Regions from separate parts of the Mus musculus genome. Here regions 1 and 3 are each linked to region 2. The links are chromatin contacts, called in public HiChIP or PLAC-seq and promoter capture Hi-C maps. All regions are on one chromosome and are shown on one strand. The core of a region is the stretch at or near the end of the contact, and the rest is flanking DNA. Distances in the headings are between cores, read along the strand shown. Region 1 overlaps Peli2 (pellino 2). Region 2 overlaps Ktn1 (kinectin 1). Region 3 overlaps Gm41147 (a long non-coding RNA gene).

Region 1 (2,700 bases), core at 117-2,616, 450 kb after region 2:
ATTTGTGCCTTATTTTTATTTATCATCTTTCTCTGCTCTCATGCAATGGAGAGGACTGACTGACCTTCCTTCCTTCCTTCCTTCCGTCCTTCCTTCCTGGAGATGGTTTCCCTTTTTTTTTTTTTTTTTTTTTTTTTTTTTTTTTGAGACAAGGTTTGTCTGTGTAGCCCTGGCTGTCCTGGAACTCACTCTGTAGACCAGGCTGGCCTCGAACTCAGAAATTCACCTGCCTCTGCCTCCCAAGTGCTGGGACTAAAGGCATGCGCCACCACACCCGGCCCCTGGAGATGGTTTCTAATAATGTCTTTTAAGGTTTTACTTTCATAGATGGAACTTTAAACATCTGAGTTCTATTTTGCATAGGTCGTAAGCTATAGGAGGATTTTGATTTAGTGTACATCACAAGGCGTCTCTGTGCTTTCTTGCATTAGCTTGTAACACTTTCTTAGTCTGCATTAGCTTGTAACACTTTCTTAGTCATGTTGAACATGACCGCAACTCTTAGGACCCACGTGGGCAGTGCTCTCCCTGTCCATGGTCTGTTCTCACTGTCTCAGAGCCACACTGCCGTGAGCAGTCCTCAGCTCTGGTGAGCTAAGTCCCCTCACCTGCTTCTCCCAGGGTCCTTAACTGTTCTGGCTTTGTTTCTCTTAAGTTGACAGATGCCACCAAAAGACACTTTGAAAATTTGATAGGGATTACATGTAATTGGTAGATTAATTGGAGGTAAGGATTATCTCATTGAATCTGCCTGTTTCAACAGGATCTCCACTTAGGTTGTTTTTTTATGATATGGTTTGTTTCTGTAAAGACCTTCAATAGCTTCAAAAATTAGAATTTGATTACCAAAGGTTACAATAGCTGACAGAGCACTCCTGTGTTGTATAGTTTCTGTTGGTAAAGGAAATGCCATTTCTGTATGTATGTGTGTTTGTGTGTTGTGTGGTGTGTATGTACATATGTGTGTATGTATAGTTACTGATTCCTTTTTTACTCCTGTTTTTCTCAAATAAGCAAAGTTTTTCTTTACATTATGAATTTACTATGTTACAGATAATACATTAAACAAAATGTATTTCATTTAATGATCTGGGTCTACAAATTATGGTATTTGTATTCCTAATATGTATACTTTTGCTAACATATTTTACTTATATTCAAAGAAGTAGATTTTTTTTACTTCACTCTTTGTTTTAAATATCTTTTCTTAAATTTTACTAATTTCTGCTCATATCGCTTCCTGACATAATTCTCTAAGCAAACAGAATATTATTAAAGTTGTATGTGAGAGCCAAGAGTCTCTGTGTTGCTGACTGCCCACAGTCTTTCTCATGAGAGTGGTCATGTGATATGGTTGAGTCATCTGAGCGTCTGTCCCTACCCACATACCCATATTTGGAAACTGAGCACGGCCCTTCTGCTTGGTCCCTGATGTTCCCTTCTGTTTTTGTTTAGGCAGGAGGCATTTCAGCCGGGCTTCTTGTAATCGCCTTACATCGGGGCATAAGCAGAGTCAGCCTAAAGGACCTAGAACCGTGGGGTTGGTCCTGCTATCGTGGATGAGAGTTAATTAAAAATTAAAGCTTAATTAAAAATCATTACTGCTGGGAAAAATCAAGAAGGGAGATTTTGTGTAGGATAATACATTTATAAAATTACTCTGCCCCCCCCCACACACATACACACACTGTTGATTTCTCAGGGCATGTGCAACAGTGAACTGGCATTTCTAACAAGTATGGGTGGCATCTCATACAAATAACTATACTGGCCACTGCTCCAGGATCCAGGGACTGAGCCCGACTGCAAGTTCTGCCTAGGCTTGTTTGGGTAACTGTGATGACTCCTTCCTGAAGTTCACCTTTGAAGGAACTCTGCCTTGCATGGGTGGTGGCATTGAGTAGACTCACTTGGTAGATGAGAGGGTAGTACCGAGCTGCCATTTCTGTCAGTCATCGGCCAAGTGGTAACGCAGGATTCTTTTAGATGAAGGATGGTTTGTAGCCCTGTGCTCTATCTGAATCTCCTCTTGCTCTGTAGAGTGAATTTCACATGTATTCAGCCATCATTTTCAAAGGCCTCCCATACAGATGTTAACTTCCAGGGAGGAAGGAAAAAACAATTTCCTTATATGTTTGATTGAGTTGTGTTGGTAGGCTCCACCTAAAGCCATTGTTTGCATTGCCTGCAGGTGCAGTAAATCATTGCTTTTGCACTGCAAGCTTCTCCCAGGGCTGCCTAGTTGCTCTGGGTTTATGGGGAGGCAACAAGGGAAATTCAGTTTTAGTTAGTTTACTTTTTGTGGTGTTGAGAATTATACCATGATCTTCATGCAAGTGCTCTGTCACTGAGCTAATGTCAAGGGGTGTTTAACCAAGAGTCCAGCTTGCAAATAGTGTACAGCAATCTCATCTGCCTGCAATCAGTTCATATTTTTTTCTACAGAGGTTAAAGTAACTAAAAAAAAATGGAAGAGACTTTTTTAAAAAAAGATTTATTTGTTTATTTTATGTATGTGAGAACTGTAGCTGTTGTTGTTGTTATGGTTTGGTGTTTTTGTCTTGTTTTGCTGGTCTCACGGTTGAACAGTTAAAAGGACAGAGCATTGACTCAGAGTGTGATAAGATAGTTAAACTATAGTATGTTTGAGCTTCTTTGTTGGCTTTATAATTTATTAAAGATTATTGAGGATCTCTTGGG
Region 2 (2,700 bases), core at 12-2,511:
TCCTTATGCATAATGCAGTACAGATGACATTACTCACTGGAAAGTGAGCTACATGGCACTCAAGAAATGTTCCTTCTCACAAGTTCTAGGTGGCAGCTTTGACCTTTCTTGTTTTGTTCCTTTTATGCACACATTTTGAAGTCTTTTGGTTTAGAGGGAAAGAACTATAGCATAGTTACTGCAGTCTCCTGTCAGGAAGCCTGGTTGTGACATGGCTACCTGGGTTGGTCTGTTGTAGGCTGTAATTGCCTTTTAGTTGATTCTAGTCCTACTTTAGGGCAAGTATCTATGGGCATTTCCGTCTTTTTATGACTGGTTGCTTTTGGCTTTGTTTTATCAAGGTTGGACTAAAAAATAAAGTCATCATAACTTCATAATGCGAAAAGAACATACAGAATTTATTGTATACCTAAAGATAGGAGTAGTAGATTTCTGTAATTTCTGCTGATTAGAGCTGGCTTGGTGGTTGTTTTGTTTTGAGGTGACTTGCTCAGGCACTGTTTGGCCTGGAATGTGCTAGAATCACGGTGGCGCCATACCAAGTTGGTGTTTTGAGTTTCCTTTTGTAGATGACCTAAGCAATTTACTCCTTCATGTTTGAAGTGAGGGGTTTGGGTTAGGAGAAATAAGAAGGCCATCATTAGATCATGTTGTGTGCTCTTGTTGCTTACATGACTGCAGAAAAGCCTAAGTCTAGTAGCACTTAAAAATGCTTCGTATGACTTAAATTATACTGCTAAGGTGAGAACAGTTTTGAATATACAAAGAATAGTTCAGATATTTTTCTTCTGAGGCTCCTTGCTCCAAAATTATTGTGTGAAAAGGGCAAGGCAAACTGCCATTTGGAACCTATACCAATGTTCCTATGACTGACAGCCAGACAGAAGGCCAGGGGTAGGTTAGGCACATGGAGAAGTTGACAGCCTTCTCTGGTGATGTGGCAGGTACGTACCGTGGACGCTTTCTGTTCAGGAGAGCCAGCCTTTAGCCTACCTAAGTGCATGCCCTCAACAGTGCTGACTGTCTCTCAGAAGACTGGACGCAGTGAACCCTGGTCTGTCGCTACGGTCGGGACAGAAGCGCTCGCTCGGCTCAGTTGTCTGTTCTATGGAAGTCATGTTTCTGGCACTTCTCTTCCCCAGATTGGCAGATGACTTTGATTTCTCTTTTGCAGAGAAATTCTTCTCCTCGTCCCAGGGCTGCAGCCTGACTGTTCCTCTTTCAGAGCCTTTCTTAATCTTGTTTTCCTTCATGTTGTCAGTGCTTAGTTTCACTTCTCTCCTTGTGTCTATCTCTTCCTCCTGTAGTTTCTATGTCTCCTCTAGGGTACTTGCTAACGCCATTTGCCAGCATCGTGAGTGACTTGCTGACACTTCTCTGCATTCAGTAGTGCAGTCACAGAAAGGCTGGACGGATATGCCCAGTCTGCTGCCTCGGAGCTACGGAAGGGCTTAATTATTAGAGAGCTTTAAGACTGAGACTGAGTCTGACTGCCTCCTGCCTTAGACTGTGTTTGTTCTTACAGATGGGCTTTGTAAGTTTCAGCCTGGTCCACTTTGCTCCTTGGGTTTGCATTATACTGAGCAAGACCTAATAAGAGTGGCTTCTCAGGGTTGTCATTTCAAAATCTTTACCTAAAGGCTTCTGAGTCCTGAGGTGTCCTCTCGTGTGATCACCATCAGTATGAGGGGCTCCGGGTGCCACTGAAGCGCCAGGCTGGGTCTTGTGAACTGTGTGTGGGGTGCGTGCTCGTGGGTTGCTTCTCTTACCTTGTTCTAAATAGATCACTTTCTTCTCTTTTGCAGAGTGAAGTAATTGGGAAATTACTCGTTAGAAGTTAACAGAAGGCGTTGTATTGTATTTTGCCAAATTAAAGCCTTATTTATGTTTTACCCTTTCTACTTTGTCAGACACTGGACAGTTTTGTCTTTTCTAATCCTTGTTAGACTACTGACTTAAAGAGAAACACTTTAAAAAGCCAACTCTGTAGACACCTTCAGAGTTTAGTTTTATAATAAAACTGTTTGAATAATTAGACCTTTACATTCCTAAAGATGAAGTAAATGTAAACTTTTACCTTATTTTGCTCAATTAAATTGTTCAGAAGATCAAAGTGGTATAGACAATGTGAAATTTAACATTTTAATACTGATGTTGTACACTGCTTTACTTAACATTTGGGAAGAAGCCGCCTCTGACATCAACTCAAGGAAACACTTTTTGTTGCTATTATAATCAGCAAATAAAGGGACACTTATTATTCAACATGACTCACTCTGATTGTCGTTGAGTTTCAACAAGTTTCACTAGCGCTTCAGACCGCTGTTTCTAATTGCAGCCACCAAACAAGACAAGTCTTGTTGCTTCTGTAACTTCCTGACTAGACCTTTGTGTCTTCTCTGGGTCAGGACTGTGCCAAGTCCCACAGCGTGGGTGATGGCAAGGTGCAGGCGTTTGAGTCCCATTCACCGCGGAGGAGAGCTCTGCTTTATTTTTGCTGCTATTACTACTGTTTCAAGTAACACCTGTTAAGTCTCCCTCTTCAGAGAGTGTGTTAGTACAGGTTACATGTGTTCTCTTGTCTGTTGGAAGCCGTGTGTCTGTGTGTGTGTCTGTGGTATTAAGAACACTGTCTTCTTTAGATGAAAAGTATCCTGTGCCAAAGAATATTAAAGTACCTTTTAGTATTATTGCTATTTT
Region 3 (2,700 bases), core at 94-2,593, 380 kb before region 2:
AACAAATGAAGGAATGAAGAATGAAAGGTAAAGAAGAAAGTAGACCCAGGGACAGAGCTCAGCTGGAAGAGAAGATGTCTGTCGTGTACAAAGCCCTGGGCCAGATGCCAGCCATCTTATAAGACATGAGTGGTGACACACACCTGTAATCTCAGCACGTGAGAAGTGGAAGCGGAGGAACTGGAAACTCACATCCATCCTTGGCAGTGCGTCAAGCTCCCGGCCATCGGGAAGGCTGTGTGTAGACTCTGTATAGATACCATGTCATTACCAGGAACTCCAGTCTTCACCTAATTTGCTGCTTGCAGCAAGCCTCAGGCTAATGAGCTCTCTCACAGGTAGTGCCAACGATACTTAATGAAGTCACCTAAGAGCTGTGTTTTAGTATAGACCAGCATCTAATATATGCTCAGAGGGGGACACGATAGCCCTGCCCAAAAGGCATGTCCTGAGTCTACTCATGAGGAAACACAAGGCAAGCCCAAATTCAAAGACAGTCTACAAACGACTGACCTATCATCTGAAAAATGTCAGAGTAAGGAAGCAAAAAGAGAGTCTCCAGGATAAAACTGTTCCAGGATAAAAGAGCATAAATAGACTTGACAACAAAATGTTATGTGGTCTTGGAAATCCTAGACTCAGGAGGAAAAGCAAAAACAAAAACCAAGCAGATCGCTGGAGCCATCAAAGAAAGAAATAAGGACAATGGTTAATTCGGATTTCATTAACTGAACTGTGGCTGTGCAAAGGACACAGCTCCTAAAAGCTAGATGTCACGGTACACAACTATCTGTAACCCTAGCATTTAGGAGCTAGAGGCTGAAAGATGAAAGTTCAAGGTCAGCCTTGGCTACAAGTTCAAGTCCAGCCTGAGCTATAGGAGACCATATCCCATATCACAGAAAACAAAACAAAACAGAATCTGTCTTTTCTTGTGTTGGAAAATGCAACACTGAAGTGTTTATGGGTAAATGCCACCCTGTCTCTCCTAATGCTTGAGTGACTTGAGAAGTTGTGGGGTCTGTAGAAAGTATTTGGGCCACGGACACTTCCTGCTACAGAGTTCCCGTGATTATGGGTTAGCTATCACAAGAGGGGACAGCTATAACGTACCCTGTCCCAGCTTTGTTCCGTTTCTTGTTACAAAGAATCTGTTTGCATTTCTGCTTTTCTTTGTGAATTAAACCAGCACAGAGCCCAACTCTCTCTTGAACTTCCTAAGACTATGAACTAAAAGAAACCTTTTTTCTTTCTAAATGAATCACTGTCAGGTGCTCTGTTGTCACAATGGAAAATGAACTCAGTAACTGGGAAACTATGTGAGGGGCTGAACAGATGGCTCAGCAGCTAGGAATGCTGATAGCTCTTGCAAAAAGGAGCTGAATTTGGTTTCCAGTATCAGGCTGCTCACAACTGTAGCTCTAGTTCCAAAGCCCTCTGTCTTCTGTGGACATTTGCACAAACATTGTGCACATAAGACTCACACATAGCCAGGCAGTGGTGGCACACACTTATAATCCCAGCACTTGGGAGGCTGAGGTGAAAGGAAATAAAACTTGAGACCTGTTATTCATGTAATTTATGTCAAATAGCCCAAAGAGTTGTTTGTGAGCTTTGAAACCTGGGGCTGAGAACATAGCAGAACAGGCCAGGACATGTCAGGACTGGACCGGCGCCTCCCTATCTCCTGCCCTTCTGACCTATGTTTAAATGGACCAATCATGTGAAACCATGCCAATTCCTATCCCAGCCCCACCCCTTTTCTATAAAAACCCCTAGCTTCCAAGCCTCCTGGTCAAAACCACTGTCTCCTGCGTGAGATACTTTTAGAACCGGAGCTCCACCATTATGGCTCCACCATGTGGTAAACACCTCTGTCTCCTGCGGGAGATATGTGTCGGCCCGGAGCTCCATCATTAAACTACCTCATGCTTTTACATCAAGATGGTCGTCTGTTCCTGATTCTTGGGTGCGCACTGAACGGGAATTGAGTGGGGGTTTCCCCACTAGGTTCTTTCAGAGGCAAGCGGATTTCTGAGTTCGAGGCCAGCCTGGTCTACAGAGTGAGTTCCAGGAAAGTCAGGGCTATACAGAGAAAACCTGTCTTGAAAAACCAACCAACAACCAACCAAACAAACAAAAAAAACCCTCACACATAACCATAAATGAAAATAATAAATAAACATCGGACTGGGTAGAGGGTACAGTGCATGCCTTTAATTTAGGCAGAGGCAGGCAGATCTCTGTGTGAGTTTGGAGACAGCCAAGACTACACAATGAGATATTTATGTGGGAATCCTTTGTATGAGTCTTTCTTGCCATTTTTCTGAATGACAGAAATTATATAAATTAGAAGCGAAGCAGCCCATGGATGTGGTCAGAGGACAAGTACTCGGAATCTGTCCATTTGAAGGTGTATGCTTCTTGCTGGGGCCAGAGAAAGGGGCAGTAAGGCACTTTGATACCTGTGGGAAGGGACAGGTTGACACTCTCCAAAGCAGGCTTAGTGGCTGGAGCATTTGCTATGTCAGCCCAGGACCTGAGGCTAGGACTCAATTCTGGGCAGAGTCATCAAGCCCGAGAACAGAGGTCTTGCAGCTGTTTTGTGTCAGATGAGTCATAGGCTCCACGTAGCAAACAGCAAACAAATGTGTCCTAGGTAAATATGGGGACTGTATTAGGGTTTCTTGTCGTCCATAA

What was found. HiChIP or PLAC-seq counts read pairs in DNA pulled down with a chosen protein or histone mark. Capture Hi-C pulls out chosen DNA fragments and counts their contacts.
Region 1: a promoter capture Hi-C map of adipose tissue shows a contact between it and region 2. The contact joins two enhancer-like sites. A contact is called at or near these places in 7 of 39 promoter capture datasets (3T3-L1-derived adipocytes, cranial neural crest, embryonic stem cells and 4 more), 8 of 484 Hi-C or Micro-C datasets (bone marrow-derived macrophages, brown adipocytes, cerebral cortex and 4 more), 2 of 115 datasets of contacts at active chromatin or transcription factors (embryonic stem cells and oligodendrocyte precursor cells) and 2 of 9 other capture datasets (adipose tissue and embryonic stem cells).
Region 3: an H3K27ac HiChIP or PLAC-seq map of microglia shows a contact between it and region 2, with 4 times the contacts expected there. The contact joins two enhancer-like sites.

The regions. Positions count from the first base shown.
Region 1 is chr14:48,188,150-48,190,849 of GRCm38.p6, forward strand. All of the region lies in intron 2 of Peli2 (pellino 2), which reads left to right. Among named protein-coding and RNA genes, the nearest start is that of Gm52144, 16 kb to the right of the region's middle. Within about 2 kb of position 1,367, at least 56 of the 459 cell types and tissues checked have an H3K27ac peak or open chromatin away from gene starts, as enhancers often do. A contact at or near this core is called in adipose tissue and bone marrow-derived macrophages, where this site is marked.
Region 2 is chr14:47,734,295-47,736,994 of GRCm38.p6, forward strand. Ktn1 (kinectin 1) reads left to right here. Exons shown (of 39, transcript NM_001347527.1): 39 at 1,806-2,270. Among named protein-coding and RNA genes, the nearest start is that of 4930538L07Rik, 22 kb to the right of the region's middle. Within about 2 kb of position 1,262, at least 51 of the 459 cell types and tissues checked have an H3K27ac peak or open chromatin away from gene starts, as enhancers often do. A contact at or near this core is called in adipose tissue, bone marrow-derived macrophages and microglia, where this site is marked.
Region 3 is chr14:47,349,883-47,352,582 of GRCm38.p6, forward strand. Gm41147 (a long non-coding RNA gene) reads right to left here. Exons shown (of 3, transcript XR_874595.2): 2 at 144-248. Among named protein-coding and RNA genes, the nearest start is that of Gm41147, 4.4 kb to the right of the region's middle. Within about 2 kb of position 1,344, at least 70 of the 459 cell types and tissues checked have an H3K27ac peak or open chromatin away from gene starts, as enhancers often do. A contact at or near this core is called in microglia, where this site is marked.